Regions from separate parts of the Rattus norvegicus genome. Here all the other regions are linked to region 2. Evidence: chromatin contacts called from public Hi-C data. All regions are on one chromosome and are shown on one strand. The core of a region is the stretch at or near the end of the contact, and the rest is flanking DNA. Distances in the headings are between cores, read along the strand shown. Region 1 holds the start of Phactr2 (phosphatase and actin regulator 2). Region 2 holds the start of Ltv1 (LTV1 ribosome biogenesis factor). Region 3 has its middle 70 kb from the start of Fuca2.

Region 1 (3,605 bases), core at 848-3,347, 130 kb after region 2:
CTCACATCATAGGTGTTAACTCAAATTTCCTTAGACCTCACTTGCGTATTACTCCTTATTCCTTGACTTGTGTAAAGGCAAATTTTACTTCTTCATAATTCCCTCTGCTAATATTTTGTGACAAACAAACTAAAAATCAAGACAGTACTTCCCAACACGAGCCGCCCTGGAATGATGATTTAATTCTATCGCTGCCAGTGAGGAAACAAACAAACATGCAAAAATGAAAATCCTTGCTTTGATTGAAAACTATCACACTACCTTCAGTGAGACAAAAGAAAGCCAGTCTTCTTTGTACCCAACAGTTTTAGAATGGACAAGCAGTTCATTATAATAGACCAAACAGTCTTATAAGCAACATGCCCTATCAACAACCCCCCACCTCAAATTAAACACTCAGAAGCCATAAACAAGAAGCCTTTTGATGTCCAGAGCAATGTGGTCACATCATTATTAGCAAGGGAGAACATAAGCTTCCTTGAATTCAGTTTTCTCTCCCTTGCAGAGGGGTCATTCTTTGGGGGCATTAGCCTAAGCTTGAGCAATGCTTATGATAGTCCGAGGAATGAAGACGCACCATTTGCACAAACCTGGCGGTGTGTGTGTGTGTGTGTGTGTGTGTGAGAGAGAGAGAGAGAGAGAGAGAGAGAGAGAGAGACAGACAGAGAGAGAGAGACAGAGAGAGAGAGACAGAGAGACAGAGAGAGACAGACAGGCACACAGACACACACACAGAGAAAGAGAAAGAGAGACAGACAAAGAGAGACAGAGAGAGAGAGACAGAGAGAGACAGACACACACACATACACACTCACAGAGAGAGACAGAGACAGACAGACACACAGACACACACAGAGACAGAGACAGGCAGACAGAGACAGAGAGACAGAGGGAGACAGATACATACACAGAGAGACAGAGACAGACAGAAACAGAGAGACAGAGAGAGACAGACAGGCACACAGACACACACACACACACACACACACAGAAAGAGAGACAGACAAAGAGAGACAGAGAGAGAAACAGACAGAAAGAGACAAACACACACACATACACACTCACAGAGAGAGAGAGAGACAGACACACAGACACACACACAGAGACAGAGACAGGCAGACAGAGACAGAGAGACAGAGAGAGACAGACACATACACAGAGAGACAGAGACAGAGACAGAGAGAGAGACAGAGAGAGAGAGAGACAGAGACAGAGACAGAGAGAGAGACTGGAGAGCTCTGTCTACTCAAACATCCTGGAATGCTTTATAAACCTTCCTCTGTGCCTTGTCATTTCCTCTCTGTGAGATCCTGTTGATGTCTGTAAAACCTAAGAGTCCATCAGACCACTGCAATGTTTAACATGCATGGTCTCTACGAGGTCATGTTTTGGAAATAGTCGATGGAAGAATCTCAAAATCATACTTTGAAGGTTTATTTCCTTATCCAATCACATGTTGTGTGGACAAACAACTGTTTATCCCGATACATGGGGATAATGCCAGCCTGCTTACCTTCCTTCCTTTCTTCTAAAATTTTTTTTAAAAGAAAACTGTAAAAGAAGCATAGTACTGTAGCTCAGAAATGTTGCCTGAGTCTCCATACAACAAACTTTACCCCTCAAGACATAGGCTTTCCTAAACACTATAGCTTATGTGTGTAACATAAACAAAACAAGTACATCTGAACCAATTACACATTTTGGGGTAGTTATTAAATATTCAGCATCTGCCAGGAAAGGGGAAAGCAAGCCGCACTTCTGCTCCGAATAACAAACCATAAATCAGTTGACAAGCTTGAAAGAATTCAGTTCTAGTCTGTTCGAAAGCCAAGCCTAAGGAAGAGGGGGAGCCCGCGGGAATGTTTCTCCTGCTCTCGAAGTTTCGCCCTTTTTCAAAACAGACTCGTGCGCAAATGGCGTTTCTCGGAACTTTCTGGCTTTCCAAGTTATCTGGAGAGAAACCAAAGCCCGGGGCACGCGCGCGGAGCTGGGGGCCTGCGCCTGGAACCGGGGCTCTGCAGGCGCCGGCCTGGCCCGGGACTCACCGCTGCCGGGCTGCGGGGACAGCGCGGACACCGAGGTCTGGCCCATGGCGGGTGACCGCCCCGCCGCGCCTCCGCCTCACCGGGCTGCTCCGCTCCTGCGCGCGCCCGTCCGCTCGCCGCCGGCCTCCCGCGCGCTCATCTCGGCCCGCGCCCGCCAGTCCCCGCACCTTCTCCCCGCGCGCGCGGGTCGCCCGGCCCTGGCAGCGGCCAAGCCGGCCCAGCGGATGCCTGTCATTCCTCTATGCAGATTAGCTGGGGTCAGGGGTCACCGGGAGAAAAGAGGGGGGCAAGGGCGACAGGGAGCAGAGGAGAGGAAAGAGCTGAGCCCCAGGATGAGGGTGTGGGGTATGTGTAAGGGGTGTTGGTCCAGCTGCACACTGTGGGTGGGGGAACTGGGTGCCCGCACACCCTGGGGCAGGAGGGCAGAAAGGCTATCAGAAAACTCCCTTTAATTTCCAAGGTTCAATGTCAAAGGATCCTCTAGGTCTGAGGAAAAAAAATCATTAAAGTACTTAGTCACTGGTACTTAGTTTAAGAAAATTTGTTTCTTTAAAGTTAGTTCCTTCCTTATATTGTTTGCAGCATTGCAGCGCTGTTAGAGAAGCCATTGCGTAGCATTTCCCTCTCTTTAACAAACTATCTTCCTTTCGACAAAAGCAATTTAAAAAGTCATGGCTTCGGTTTGGACAGCGCAAGTCAGAGATGTGACACAGTGATCTATGCGTGATATCAACTGACCGTATACACTTGACTCCACCACCTAAAACTTTCGCTCAGCGTGGCTGTTCCTCAAAAGACTCACTGTAGACACAACCGTAACAACAAAAGCAGTTTGTCTGACAAACTGTTATGCCCCCGAGTTAAATTAACACTCCCATAATATGCTATGAAGTCTCAAGTCTCTAAAAACTATGAATACACTTAAAAGCTTCATCCTTACAGCTGATAGGTAGCAAGCTGAGTGGTCAAGATTCAGTATATATACATGTGGGACATAAAGAAACATGTGTATGTGTGTGTGTACGTAAATATATACATATCTGTATACATGGCACATTAAACACAAGTGTGGTTCCATGAACATATTTTGTTATGAGCTGTACATTAGGACGTGTGCATGCCTTTCTGTACATTCCATTAAAAAGTACAATCTATTCATGTTGCTTATGTCATCTCTGATCTTACAGTTTATCCTGAAGAACTCTGAACCGTAAAAACAATTGTTCGGTATAGACCTTACAAGATCATCGGTTCTCCTATTTTAATCATGAAAATCACATTTCCTTCCTTCGTGTGTGTGTGTGTGTGTGTGTGTGTGTGTGTGTGTGTGTGTGTGTTAGTGAGCTCGGTAGGACCTTGTTTTGCTGTTTGGAAAGACACTTGCTTATCTGTTTCATCAGGGTTAAGTAAGTGGCCCCTTCTTCATTGGTTCTTTTTCTTTAAAAAGCTGTTAAGAAACCGTGACTATTTTGGGGGGTGATGGGAATTGAACCCTGGGGGCTGTTTGCATGTTAGGCAGGCCCTCTACTACTGAGGTATGCACCAATTTTTAAAATGAAA
Region 2 (4,006 bases), core at 1,491-3,990:
AACGTCAGCAGGCACCAGGGGGACCTCCACGAGCAGCACCAGGCACAAGTGAGTGCGCCTGTTTGTGTTTAAAGGGTGAAGGCAGTAAAACGGCCTGCAGCCCTGCTGAGGGGATTAAATTACTCCATTACCACCTGTGCGTGCTGCTCTCTAAGGCTCCCTTGCAGTGTTCACAAAGGTGTCACAGATCTAAAAACTCCACACCCTCGACTGTTTATGATCACAAAACAGCATCAGGATACAGAATGTCCTCTGTTTTTCTTCTATGGAAAATGCTGCCTGCCATGAGGCCAAGCTCTGAACCTGACAGAAGGCTGTTAATCTTGCTAACAGCTCCTGGAGAAGTGGCCCATACCCAATGGTGCAGATATACACGCGTCTGTAACAGTAGGCAGAGACTACGCTCTTCACACCAACACCATTTACCGCCCCAAAGGTACTGACTTGGAAACGAGGTGTCTCCTCGGTGTTGCACGGTTTTACATTTAAAGCTTACCGGGAACACCGAGGTGTCTTCTTCCCCACGGCTGGAGTAGGTGCTGGGGGTGGAGCTGGGAATAAGCTCTGCGGGGCCGGATGGCTCCCTCAGGTGTTGCAAGTAGTCGTAGTCATCATCGAAGAACACGCCGTACTTCCTCTGCTCTGCTCGCCTTTCCTCATCATTTACCTTGGACAACAAGATGGCATCAGTTGTCCTGCCACGAGTCAGGATCCGTGTAACTTTCAGGAGGTAGACAGCACGTGAATACTGGCCGACAGGAATCACTAATTCTTGATAAATACCCAAACTACGGAGAGTCCAAACCAGAGCGCTACATAAAATTATAATGAAATGACAACAAGCCAGGCTGAGGCAGACCATCAGAACCCACAGTTATAAGACAGGCCTGAAAAATGCAGACGACCTTGTTTCAAAGACCAAGTGAAACAGGAGCACATCCACATGACAAGAACGAGAACAGCTCTCTCAACCAGGCAGTTCTGCATGACAACTCCAGGTGAGAAATATAAGTAGCACACACTCAAAAAATGTCACTGGAGGATTATGAGAAACAATCTGGAGACTTTGACAGTAAGCATAGTTTCTTGTACTTAGACCCAAAGAAAGCTTTTCAGTGGTGTAAGGGGTGGCTTTAAGGAAAAGCTAAGTGCAGGCCAATGCCCCCCCCCCCCCAATCCTTAAAACACGTCTTACATTTTTAAATGAGTGTTTGGACTACATGTGTGGCTAGGACAGACTGGAGTATGAGATCCCCCTCCAGCAGATGTTACAGATGGTTGTGACTGTACAGACGGGTGCTGGGAACTGAACCTGGGTCCTCTGCAAGAGCAGCAAGTGCTTAAAACACTGACCCATCTTTCTAGCGTCCCCCAAGACCTTTATATGAGCCATCTTCAACAAGCGTAACGCTAGCATAAACCAGCTTCTTCAAGGCCCCTTTGGGACGTCCGAAGCTAATTCATGGGCTCAAATGCTTTGTGTTTCGTGAGATGAGTGACTCGGGGCAGGAATACAAATGGAAGACTACTGTAACACAGCAGAACCCCAAGAGAAAGCAAGAGATGGAGCACACCACCACAGACAGCCTAGATGCTCTATCCTGTCAATCAAGACAAATACACAACATCAAACATCAGCGCAAAGATTGGAAACCAAGTCACGGCTCAGTTTTTTTTTTTTTAAGAGGACCAACTTCTGAGAGTATCAACTCATTATTAAACTCTGGGGGCATATAGTTCAGGGGTAAAGTGCTTGCCTGACATGCCTAAGTCCCCTGGGTTCCACTTTTCAGGACTACAAAACTACTATTCACCTAAAAACTTAGTGGCCACAGGACAGGACCTACCTTTTGTGTAGGCACCAGAACTCTCTGCGGTGCGGTTTCATCTGCTGCCAAGGGGTCTCTCTGGCTCCGGTGGACCAGGTGAAAAGACACAGCTTTCTTCTTCTCTATAAAGGGCTTTTTCTTTCTGTGAGGCTACAAAATAATCAGGAAGGGCCGCTAAAGTGGGCAATTCTACTGCCAGAGGAATATTTAGTAAGCATGTGAAGGGTGAACAGATATGTCGAATTTGCACATCTAAGCCAGACAGCAGTCCCTGCCTCCTGAAGGATCCATATTTACCTTCTCCACCAAACACTGGCTAGGTACCCTACCTACTCTGAGACACTTGTTCAAAGGTGTTGGGAATATGGCAGTGGGACAGTCTAAGAGGCTCTCCGTTCTTAACAAGCAAATGAGTAAGGACAAATGACCTTAGTGAAGGAAAGTCAAACAGGGTTAAGTTCAAATGCCTAAAGTCTTTTGTAGTGGGTGCTCTGAGGTCCCCGAAAAGTTGGCCGACACTTCATCTAACAGACAAGCAAGGTTTAGACTATTTACTCCACATTCTTAGGTGTTCTTCAACTCTGGGTCTGGAAACCGAGATGCTAACCAGGTGGCTGAAGTGGACCCCGGAAGCAGGGGGCGGGGCTTGTATCACAGGGACGGAGTTAACCTAAGCCGTCAGGACCGTAAACGCCCGGGATTTTGCAAAAGGGAAACCATCTTTCTCCTTCCGAAGTGCACCCGGGGTGACGAAGATGACTGGTGCCGGGATAGTGACTGGTTTCGGGGCACCAAGCCGCGCGGCCAGTGGCCTAAGCCAGCCGCAGGGAGCGGCGAACAGACATAACCGGAACCCGCCGGCTCCCTCCCGGAGCACCGCGGTTTTCTCACCATGATGAGGCAGGGACTCCCTTTCCGGAACCGCGAAAGCCGAACCGCGACTCGCCGGTATCTCCCGGCAGCTCTACACGTGGGTAGACAGGTCTAGGACAGCACGTCACACGATGGCATGGCAAAGAGCCAATCGCCGAGGAGCCGCTAGACTGCAGCCGGAAGTTGCGTGAGCCCGCGGTGAAGGAACGTTCCCGGGAACTTCCGGGAGGTGGGGCTAGCAGGACTCTCTCTCTCAGTGGGCGGGGCTTTTCTGGCTGGAGTCGGTGCAGGTTGGGAGTAGCCTACCTAACTGGAGTTCTACCTGAAGGCAAATGTCCCGTCCCTACACCGGGCTGATGAATGTAACGTTATCACTGAAGATATTCCACACCTATTCTTAACTGAGAACAAACAAGACAAAAACAAATAAAAACAAGACCAAGCCTGTGCAGGTTCATGGAAGGAAAGTAGTCACTTCCCTGACTTCTTGACCTAAGGGAAATCAGTTGCTTATGTTCAACCAAGGCGGAACTCTAATAGGCAGAGCCTAACATCTCCAGAGTCTTCATTTTACATCTTTTGATCAACAATTCCCAGCAGTATCTTATCACAGACCCTACGACTCTTGGTTTTAGGGGCATTTGACGTAATGTATTCTGAATCTCTGATGACTGCTTATTTTTTAAGATGAAAACCAATAAACTGAAGGTGGTTTTTTTGTTGTTGTTGTTTGTTTTATGTAGCCCAGCCTCTTGTCCAACTTGAACTGCACTTCACTAGTGACGGGCATGTTCTATTTATATGATGCTGAAGATCGAACCCAGCCAGAGCTTCCTGCATGCTGGGTGAACGCCCCACCAAGTGTTCTATGAGCACATCTCCATCCCCCATGTTTTTGCTCACGTATTTTGCGGTACCTTAAGCAAATCAGATTTTAAGTGTAATTGCTTAGGAAGGGTTCCATCAGATCTCGGAGAAAAGAGTGATGAAATAATTCAACATTCTGTCAGTAGATGTTTGCTTTCTCCTCCCCAAGTGGAGAGAAAGTTGCTAGTGTTTTTTGTTTTTGTTTTTGTTTTCCCCAATGTCTGAGTTCTGTTGGAATGTCTCTATAATTATAGTCAAATATTATCACTGTAAATGTTTGTGGGCTAATGTTCTTTTTCTACAAGAAAAACAATGGCAATGTTTTAGGTCAGGACCACGCAATTTGTCATGAGAAAATGCTTCGTAAAGCAGATATATTGTTTAATTTATCTTTACATTAATTAGCCATTTTTATTTGTTACTTGAAAGTAAGATTC
Region 3 (3,918 bases), core at 1,213-3,712, 240 kb after region 2:
TGTATTGAGGTGTCGTGTGTGTGGTGTGGTGTGTATTGAGGTGTGGTGTGTATTGAGGTGTGGTGTGTATTGCGGTGTGGATGTGTGGTGTGGTGTGTATTGAGGTGTAGTGTGTATTGAGGTGTAGTGTGTGTGTGGTGAGTTGTGTATAGTATGTGGAGTGTGGTGTGTACTGTGTGTGTGGTGTGGTGTGTGCAGTGTGGTGAGGTGTGAGTGTGATGTGATGTGTGTGTGTGTTGTTGTGTTGTACACATATAGCCCGTACCTGTCTTTAAAATTGGGATTCTAATATCAAAACCTAGCTTCACATCCCAACCTCCCCCCACAAAAAAAAAACCATTACCACTCTCATACGGGAAAATCCCAGACTCCGAAAGCTTGTCCGGGGAAGAGCACAAACAAGTCAGTGCTACCCAAGGTTTGGCTGTCTGCTTGTGTGCTGTCAGGTTGTAAGGGGAATTCTATCTTCCATACAACTATGCAGCAGGATTTTTGTTTTCAAATAAGTTTCAGCTTAGGTTTAAAAAAGAAAAACAGCAAACCTTGTCTCTTTCAATGGAAAGAAGTTTTGAACAAAAAAAGTTGAACGCTAGAAACAAGTTTCTCATCGGGACCAGGTACGTGGTGAGCGATGTAATACTTAATAATGTTAATCAGAGGGAAGCTCCACGAACTTTTGCTTTTATGACACATTTAAGTTTAGGGTTTTTTTTTTTTTCAATGAATGTGTTTAGCAAACTCTTTTTCAGTAAGAAAAAATCTTATGATTTGCAAAATACGTCATCTAGAAAAAGCGTGAGAAGACCTTCCAAGGCAGAGTGCTATGCGGCAGCCTCCTGTCCTGGCTGTCCCCTGGGCGTTATATAACTCAAAGGTAATTAAGAAACTCAGCCTTGGACTGTAAATCCCATCCCACAAAGACTAATCCAGCGTGAAGACATCAAGTGCGCAGATGCTCCACGTTCCCAGCCAAAATAAAGACCGCAGCCTTGGGATATATACGTCTGCTCTAATCCTGCCGGACATCAATTTAGAAGGATTCAGCTTAGCCAAGGACATTGGCTTTCTCTGACGTATCTCCTTCCAGAAAAGTGACTATACTGTATTGGCTGAACACAGTAACTCTAAACGTCCCTAAAAACTTTTCTTTTTAAACATTTGTTCACAGACTGGAACATGGACTTTTCCTCCTCTAAATTGAAAACAAATGTCCACTTAGTAAGACTTAATGTACTTAGGAATCAATTGTCTTCTGAAAACAGTTTATCCCAAGAGGAAAAGGATTCTTACTTAACAAAGCAGTGCAGTCACACAGTTTTAATAGAATGGAGGATAAATAAACATTAAGTCGTTTAAAAACAAGAATTAATGTAAGAGTTCTTCCTAAGTTCTACGGAACTTGACAAGAGAGAAATGCTCACACCGGACACGCTGGTTTTTCTGTTTTCAGTAGAAGTCCTTAGGTACCAACATCAAGTTCCTGGCGGTGTGTTTAATTGGTGTGGCTTCGGCGCCATCTTGTGCCCAAAGTTCAAACAGCAGCAAAGAAGGTCCCTGACCCCCCCCCCCTCCATTTTTAATACCTTGAAAACTTTTTCTAAAAATGTCTTATTGCAGTGAATATAAAGAAAAAATCATCAGTGTACAACCTTCCTGTGATGTGACTCTAGAAACTTAAGACCAGACCTGGGGCCAAAAAAATACCATGTATTGGACTGACCCAGGGCTCCAACTGCATATGTAGCAGAGAATAGCCTTGTTGGGGCACCAGTGGAAGGGGAAGCCCTTGGTCCTGCCAAGGTTGGACCCCCAGTACAGGAGAATATGTGGGGAGCAGTAAGGGGGATGTATGGGGGAATACCCATATGAGGGAGGGGGAGGGGAGGGGATGGGGGCTTATGGACAGAAAACCAGGAAGGGGAATAATGTTTGAAATGTAAGTAAAGAAATATATCTAGTAAAAAATGTTTTAAAAAAATATCATGTATGACAGATAAAACAAGACCACAGGAAGAGAGGACTAACTAAATGGTTTTAACTGGTGTGTGTGTGTGTGTGTGTGTGTGTGTGTGCGCGCGCGTGCGCGTGCGCGCTCGTGCTGTGTAGACACATAGTATGAGGTCAACTGCTAGAATAGAAATAAACATCTGGAATAGCCAGTGCATGGTCTTCTCAGGCTTTCTTGAGTACTACTACAGTAGGGGTTTTATATTGTTTGAAAAACATTCACACCAGATTTCCAGTGCAACCAACTCAGAAGCACTACTTTTGTACCAACACACACACACACACACACACACACACAGAGAGAGAGAGAGAGAGACAGAGAGACAGAGAGGCAGAGAGACAGAGACAGAGACAGAGAGAGACAGAGGCAGGAGAGACAGAGAAAGAGAAACAATTTGAAAATTTTAAGATATCTGGAAAATCTTCTTAGGAATACTGGTAAGCAATTCAACCTACAGAAAACGCAAGCAAGCATAACGAAAAATAAATGTAGTTACAATTTTAAGATCTAGTTGAATTTCTGGTGCTCATATGTTGACTGCTGTACAAAACCACTGACATTGCTAAAGGAAAATGCTTTAAACCTAAACTTTTAAGGTGCACAGAAAACGACCCGAAAGCCCTTTGTCCTCTGCAGAGGATCATTGTATGATCTTGAATGTGGCTTCCTTTTAATCAGTAAAATGTAGCAAGAGGAACATGCTGTCACCATGGGACCATGTCTCATAGGGGATTCTCCTTCTTGAGTTGAGGAAGGGAAATTGAAAAGCAAACCCAAAGAAAATGAAACAACACACACACACACACACACACACACACACGCGCGCGCGCGCGCACGAACTTTCCAGCTTCAGCTCCTTGGTTTTAGCTGATTTTACAAACCTCTAAGCACTGAGTACTTGGGCTACAACCTTGAGCCTGCACAGATGTTTCTAAAGGTGACCTTTTTACCTCAGCACCTGGAAACCTATACTCAACGTCTCCACTAACACCATTTTCTGGGCCATTCAGATTGGTTTTGCATATGCAGGGCACGAATTACCTTGCCTTTAATTACTGTTCTTGCCTGGGTTCTGGCTCAGTGGATAAAGCGCTTGCCATGCAAGCCTAACACCCCAAATGAACACTGAAGCGGAGAAAAACTCCACAAAATTGTCCTTTGGCCCCCACATGCACACTTGTTCCCAACATGCATATGTTACACATATAATGATGATGGTGGTGGAGGTGGTGCTATTGATAATAATAATAATAGTAACAGTAATAATAATAATAATAATAATAATAATACCATCTGCCTGTTGACTAAACTTTTTTTAATCCATGTCCTTTGCTGTTGTCTGACAGGCCTGGTTATTAATCGGCCATCTGAGGATGCTGGGAAACCCTCATGTAGTTTGACTTAGTCCTCATCTCACAGTTTCTGCTGCCTCAAACCTCTTCAATCCACAGACTTTGCATACAAATCTAAGAAAGTTCCAAGCAGGCTGCCACCAAGTAGAGCCTCTAGGTGAGAAAGAAAGCAGACCTCTGCTTTCTTGCCCAGGACTTGAGGAAATCCTCAGCAAGAGCCCAGATGGATGGTGTCCAGGTTCCTGACCCAGAAAAAGTGACTCGAGTTAGTTACCACAAGAGTGGCAACTTATCCCGAAGTAATTGAAACAACAAACAAACACGAAATGTCCACTTGTCCATTAAATAAAATTCACAACTTAGACCCCTTCTGGGCCTCTGAGTTCAGCTAAAGAGATGTTCTGGGATGGTGTACCCCATGCAGAGATCAGAAAGGCAGGGAGAGCTGAACACAGTCTCAGGGGCACAAAGGAAAAACAGATAGGCGATTAACTTCAGCAGGAGAACAAGTGGGGATACAGGCAGGAAAACAAACAGACAGACAGACAAAAAACCCAC

What was found. Hi-C and Micro-C count contacts between places; a contact is called where the count stands out from the background.
Region 1: a Hi-C map of Schwann cells shows a contact between it and region 2, with 1.7 times the contacts expected there. The contact joins the promoter of Phactr2 here to the promoter of Ltv1 in region 2.
Region 3: a Hi-C map of the A7r5 cell line shows a contact between it and region 2, with 2.9 times the contacts expected there. The contact joins the enhancer-like site here to the promoter of Ltv1 in region 2. A contact is called at or near these places in 3 of 12 Hi-C or Micro-C datasets (the A7r5 cell line, Schwann cells and mammary epithelial cells).

Annotation. Positions count from the first base shown.
Region 1 is chr1:9,528,815-9,532,419 of GRCr8, forward strand. Phactr2 (phosphatase and actin regulator 2) reads right to left here and starts at 2,098. Exons shown (of 12, transcript NM_214458.2): 1 at 2,046-2,098. The coding sequence starts at 2,091.
Region 2 is chr1:9,395,817-9,399,822 of GRCr8, forward strand. It overlaps Ltv1 (LTV1 ribosome biogenesis factor), which reads right to left and starts at 2,741. Exons shown (of 11, transcript NM_001014157.1): 1 at 2,721-2,741; 2 at 1,848-1,979; 3 at 497-667. The coding sequence starts at 2,723.
Region 3 is chr1:9,634,214-9,638,131 of GRCr8, forward strand. It overlaps a transcript of Phactr2 not described here. Among named protein-coding and RNA genes, the nearest start is that of Fuca2, 70 kb to the right of the region's middle. Within about 2 kb of position 2,463, at least 4 of the 93 cell types and tissues checked have an H3K27ac peak or open chromatin away from gene starts, as enhancers often do.